Regions from separate parts of the Mus musculus genome. Here region 2 is linked to region 1. A link is a contact called in public Hi-C data. All regions are on one chromosome and are shown on one strand. Each heading gives the region's core, a stretch centred on a gene start, on an enhancer-like site or on the middle of the called end of the contact. The rest is flanking DNA. Distances are from core to core; before and after follow the strand shown. Region 1 has its middle 15 kb from the start of Gm52726. Region 2 has its middle 79 kb from the start of Gm33059.

The links. Hi-C and Micro-C count contacts between places; a contact is called where the count stands out from the background.
Region 2: a contact with region 1 is called in a Hi-C map of cerebellar granule neurons, with 2.3 times the contacts expected there. The contact joins two enhancer-like sites. A contact is called at or near these places in 9 of 484 Hi-C or Micro-C datasets (8-cell embryo, cerebellar granule neurons, cerebellum and 2 more) and 1 of 9 other capture datasets (embryonic stem cells).

What each region holds. Positions count from the first base shown.
Region 1 is chr4:33,523,381-33,526,405 of GRCm38.p6, reverse strand. No RefSeq gene overlaps it. Among named protein-coding and RNA genes, the nearest start is that of Gm52726, 15 kb to the right of the region's middle. Within about 2 kb of position 1,580, at least 35 of the 459 cell types and tissues checked have an H3K27ac peak or open chromatin away from gene starts, as enhancers often do. A contact at or near this core is called in cerebellar granule neurons and cerebellum, where this site is marked.
Region 2 is chr4:33,700,558-33,703,582 of GRCm38.p6, reverse strand. No RefSeq gene overlaps it. Among named protein-coding and RNA genes, the nearest start is that of Gm33059, 79 kb to the left of the region's middle. Within about 2 kb of position 1,437, at least 8 of the 459 cell types and tissues checked have an H3K27ac peak or open chromatin away from gene starts, as enhancers often do. A contact at or near this core is called in cerebellar granule neurons and cerebellum, where this site is marked.

The DNA of each region.
Region 1 (3,025 bases), core at 331-2,830:
TCAAGGAGCACTGGCAGGGACCTCCCTTGACTCAGGCAGCTGTCAGCTTCAAGCCAGGCCCGGAGGTCACATACATGCCCGCCCTTCACCCTTGCCTCCTGAAAAGCCCTGAAGAAACAGCCCTTCCAGAGGAATGCAGGGTCGGAACAAAAGATGTGAGCTAGCTTTCTCTCTAACTCCAGGGGGAGCTCGGAGCACCTCGCATTCTGTCCTATGGGCGTTCTCGTTTTCATTCTCTGTGGGCTTGGATTGTGTTTCTGAGGAACACAGCTGGAATAAGCACTGGGTTTTGAAAATACAGGCACACACATCTGCCAAGGATATAGCATGAAATGATTTTGTTGTGTGGTGTTTGATAACTGCACCCTGAGAGGTAAAGACTTTACCTCCAGATACTATTGGTTATTCTTTTGTTTTGTTTTGCTGTTTGTTTGTTTGTTTGTTTACCAAAACCCAGCTCCAGGAGGTATCCCTGTGATTCTGCTGTCTCTGCAGCTCCCCATGAAGTCATGTTCCTATCAAGACATGTTCCTATCAAATGCAAACAGGTGTCCTGTGGGACTGACCAACACTATAGCCTTTCAAGGTGAGACAGGCCTCGTCACCCACTCCCTCTGCCTCAATGCCACTCCCCACTAATGGAGCCACACAAATACTTCAGAACCATTAAATCAAGCACGTGGAAGCTACCAGTGGTGGTTTGAATGAAGATAGCTTCTATAGGCCAACAGGGAGTGGTACTATTAGGAGGTGCGGCCTTGTTGGAGGATATGTCACTGTAGGTGGATTTTGAAGTTTCAGATGCTCAAGCCAGGCCTACTGTTACTCTCTTTTCCCTCTGCCAATCCAGATGTAGAACTCTCAGCTACCTCCCCAGCACCATGTTTGCCCGCATGCTTCCTGCAGCGATGATAACAGACTAAACCTCTGAACTGTAAGCCAGCCCCAATGAAATGTTTTCCTTTATAAGAGTTGCAGCGGTCATGGTGTCTCTTCACAGCAATAGAAACCCTCACTAAGACATTACCCTTGACCTCTGAGCCATGTTGCCAAGATGAGGCTCCTGAAGAGTCACTAAATGATGGAGAAGATGGATGGGTAAATGCTTGAGTGGTAAGATAGCTGGGTAGATGAATGAACTGGTAGATGGATGAATGAGTGGGAGGATGGGTAGATAGGTGGGTGGACAAATGGATAGATGATAGATGGATGTGTGGTTGGACAAGGAGATGAACGGCAAGGCAGTGGAGTACACTGCTCCATGGTGCCTCGAAGCCCAGTCCACAAGGGAAACTTTCAGCCTTGCTAGCATCAGTGTCCGGTAGGAAAGCCCAGCCTCCCCCACAGCTCTGGCCCTGAATGGTAGATGTAGACGTAATGAGCTGGACTTGGAGCTCTCTCACCCACGCTGACATCTGTGCCTCTCCTTTGGCTCATACAAGAATATGGCCTCTCCTGGAAAAGGAAGAGACTTCATTGGAAAAGGCCCCTGGCCATGCACCAAGGCATGGAGCTAGTCTACGCCAAAGCCAAGACCAACCCGTTACCCCTGCCCTATTCTCTAGGTAAAAAATGAGTCATCAGAAGGAAAAGGAAACAAATCTGTTGTGCTGGCACTTAGTCTCTCTCCCAGTGAACCCCAGCAGCGATGGGAACACCAGTGTTAAGAATGAATGCCAAGCTAAGCCCCTCCCTTCCCAGCTGTCAGGCAGCAGAGCCAAGAGCCCCAGCCTGGCAGTGGGCAGGAGATGGATGGGCGCCAACACATATTTTCTGGCCCTGAGCCTGAGGTCATTGGTTCTGGGACTCACACCAAAGAAACTAGACTGCAGGACTCAGGGTGCACGTGGCTTAGAGCAAGCTCTTCTTTGGGGACTAGACTATCTTCAGTGACCAATCCATCACTGGCACGTGTCATAAGGAACGTGCTCTAAGCTGGATGGTGAAATCAGCCAGTTCCTTCTGGAGGAGAAGAGCCACTGAGTCCAGAAAAGACTCTCCTGGGAGAGGTACAACAGTCTCCACATTTTAAAAAATAATTTATTTAATTTTATTTTATGTGCATTGGTGTTTTTGTCTACATTCTTGGGAGTAGGGGGTGTCAGATCCCAGGCACTTGCCATGTTGACGCTGGGAATCGAACCCCAGTCCTCTGGAAGATCAATCAGTGCTCTTAACCACCAAGCCACCTCGCCAGCCCCAACACTCGCCAACTTTAACTTGCCAGATTCTATGGTACCAAACCTTTCTTCTTGTCACCTTGTCGTACCTGCTGGTTTGGGGAAATCAGAAGAGATTTCTAGACTATTCTGCTCATATTTCAGGCTGAAATGCATGAGATGGGATAGAAGATCATTCCCACCATTCTGATAGTTCTCCAGGGAGTTGTGTGCACATGTGTGAGCATGTGTTTGTGTACACACACTTATACACCCACACACCCACACTTGGATCTCAGAGCTAGACAAAGTCCTAGTGATCCAGATCTGAGTCATCACACCCAGGGTGGCCGCTTCACTTCTTTCTGAAATGTAAGCTATGGGAGTTAGAAAGACCGCCCTCCCCCTCCTCATACCTCTCCCCCCCCCCCAACTCTCCTCCCCCCAGTCCCCAGACATTGCATCTGCAGGCCAGCTGTCGCCATTATCCTCACTAGGGGACCCCTTCCAGCAGTCACCTCCATGAGTTCCCCACCCTGGAAGATTGACGAGGAAGAGGGAAGAGGCTGCAGAGCTGCCTCAAGGGAGAGACAGCCCATCCTGGCCTCCAATTTGAAACAAGATGAACACTTTGAGAGTTCTCCTAGCCAGGGTAGTATGGGCTAGGTGGGAGGTGGACTGAATTCCCAATCCAACTGACAGTATGAACAGTGGGTAAAGTGACCTTTTAGAAGCTCCCTGACCTCTGTTTTACTCTTTCATCCATCCATAGTCCTAGTGGCCCTCCGGTGGCACCTGAGTCCCTTTGTGTACAGTGCAGGAGTGCAGGAGGCACACCCTGTCCTTGTCAGGTGAAGATGGGATAC
Region 2 (3,025 bases), core at 188-2,687, 180 kb before region 1:
TGGTGGCTCACAACTATCTAGAATTCCAATTCCAGAGCAACCTCTGCCCTCTTCTGGCTTCTATAGAAACTGCATACATGTAACACTCAGACAAGTACAAAGCCCTCATACACTTAAAACATATACTAAATGAAAATATAAGACAAAAACCTCAAGATACCAAGCTTATGACTCTCTATATTCAGACATTGGGTGGTATAGGTCTCTGATTGAGCACAGGGAAAAACATATTTCCAACAGTTTGCTTTTATTAAAACCTTTTGTTTTGCACCCTACAACACTTAGAAGAAATTGAAAGATGCATAGTAATAGTCAGATTACCCCAATGTGAGGTTGATGCTGCCCACTTGATGGGATGGGATTTGGGGTCACCTAGGAGACCTATGGGCACTTCCGAGTGTCTTTCCAGAGAGGATCAACTGAGAGGAGGGAAGAGCTGCCCTCAACGTGGGCAGCATCATCAACAGAGAGTCAGATATAAGACAGCTGGGGGGGGGGGAAGCAGTGCTGCCCACCTGCCTGCACTCCCTCCTGAGCCCATGTGCCCATCTCTGCCGCCACTTCCACTATTTACATTACACTCCAACCTCTTCAGCCCATAATCAGCAACTCCTGGGGGAACTTCCAGGCATCCAGCACTGGACTGGACTGAGCGCTGCTGGCTTCTCAGCCTCCCCAGCATACAGACATTATTACAGCCTGGCTGTGCAAGTCTGTAGTATGTCTCCTTTTATAATATTGATCCTGATCTTTGAGATAACCCTACTTAATATACCAAATCACTGTGGTCAAGTGATCCGATATTGCTCTCAAAAAAGATACACCAACACTATATATTCTTATCTGATTTATCTTTCTAATATTTCAAATTAAAACACATTTTACATATAAAGCATATCAGTTACCTACTGCCAAAATTTTGCAGCTTTTTTTCAATACACACAGTTTCTGGGGCTGAGACTCTGGAAGCAGTTTAGCTGGATGGCTCCGGGAGAATGTCTTCCAGGAGCGGCATGAAGGTGTGTGAGCCATCAGTCATTTGAGGACTAGAATAGCCATTCCCCAGATCCCTGCTTGAGTGGTTGGGAGGCCCCAGAGCCTCACTGGTTGTTGGAGTGTGTGTTAAGCTTCTCTTGCTAGACTCCTTGACGTGCCGAAGACAGGGCAGTCAACTTCTCCAGAACAAGCTATCCAAAAAAAAAAAGATCATGAAAACGAGACCAAGGCAGAAGCCACAGGGTGGCTCAAAGCCAGCTCCAAGGTCACAACACCACTTCTGCAGTAATGTTGGGTCACGCAGAGCAAATCTGGTCCTGCTATGGGGTTGTGAAAACCAAGAGGCAGATATAATGAGGGCCTCCTTGGAAAGATTCCTACATGCACAAGGCACAGATTTTATATTTAATGAGGTCTGGCAAATGTGCACACCAGTGCACACTGCCAATCGCAGTATTTCTGTAGACTAGTGAGTTTCTCCTACCCTTGCCAGGCTAGTGCCTGTTCACCTCCCCAGAGGCAAACACTGCTCTAATTTTTTTTTTTAAATCCTAGAACTGTGTTGTTTGCTCATTTTCACATAAGTAGAACCAGACAGAATGTCCTCTTTTCTGTCTGTCATTTTCCCTCCTCATTGTCCATGTTGTTAAATAAATCAGTAGCAAAGATTGATATTCATTTACCTGGAGACAGACCTGGGTTGTCACCCGTTGGAAACAAATGTGAATAAAGCCACCTAAAGGGCAGCCTTGTAAAGGTCTGTGTGCAGACATGTATTTTCATCTAGCTATAAACGGGCTTTAATTGCAAGGTCAAGAAGTAAACATATTTTTTAACATCAACAAATAAACCTGCACAGTAATAGTGGCATTTTCAGCTTATACCAGCAGTATATGGGAGTCTCAGTTACCTCAATGACCAACAGTCTGGCTTTGTGTGTACTGCAATGAGACACAGCTAGATGCTTCTGCTGCTGCTGCTGCTGCTGCTGCTGCTGCTGCTGCTTCTTCTTCTTCTTCTTCTTCTTCTTCTTCTTCTTCTTCTCCTCCTCCTCCTCCTCCTCCTCCTCCTCCTCCTCCTCTTCTCCTTCTTGTGAATTGAGGCTCTGCTCAGTCTTTAAACTCAGATATTTGTGATTAGTGAAATGATTGACATACTCTGGATACAAGTATATCAATAGATAGATGGGCTGGAAAGATTTAATCCCAATCTGTGATATGGTTTTCATTTTCCTAGTGATACCTTTTATAAATGAATTTTCAATAAAATCAAATTTATCTATTCTATGTCTTATGGTTAACATACTGTAGAATACATATAAGATCTTTATGTCTCCCAATATTGAAATAATATTATCTCATGTTTTTCTCTTAGAAGCTTTGTGCTTTCAGTTAGGGCTTCTGTTTAAATGTGAGCTTCATCTTGTATTGTCTTCAAAATGCATGTATGATACCACAATAAAATACAATTATTCTCTCATATGAATATCTGTTTTTTTTCCATTTTTAATTAGGTATTTAGCTCATTTACATTTCCAATGCTATACCAAAAGTCCCCCATAGCCACCCACCCCCACTCCCCTACCCACCCACTCCCCCTTTTTGGCCCTGGCGTTACCCTGTACTGGGGCATATAAAGTTTGCGTGTCCAATGGGCCTCTCTTTCCAGTGATGGCCGACTAGGCCATCTTTTGATACATATGCAGCTAGAGTCAAGAGCTCCGGGATACTGGTTAGTTCATTATGTTGTTCTGCCTATAGGGTTGCAGATCCCTTTAGCTCCTTGGGTACTTTCTCTAGCCCCTCCATTGGGAGCCCTGTGATCCATCCATTAGCTGACTGTGAGCATCCACTTCTGTGTTTGCTAGGCCCCGGCATAGTCTCACAAGAGACAGCTACATCTGGGTCCTTTCGATAAAATCTTGCTAGTGTATGCAATGGTGTCAGCGTTTGGATGCTGATTATGGGGTGGATTCCTGGATATGGCAGTCTCTACATGGACCATCCTTTCATCTCAGCTCCAAACTTTG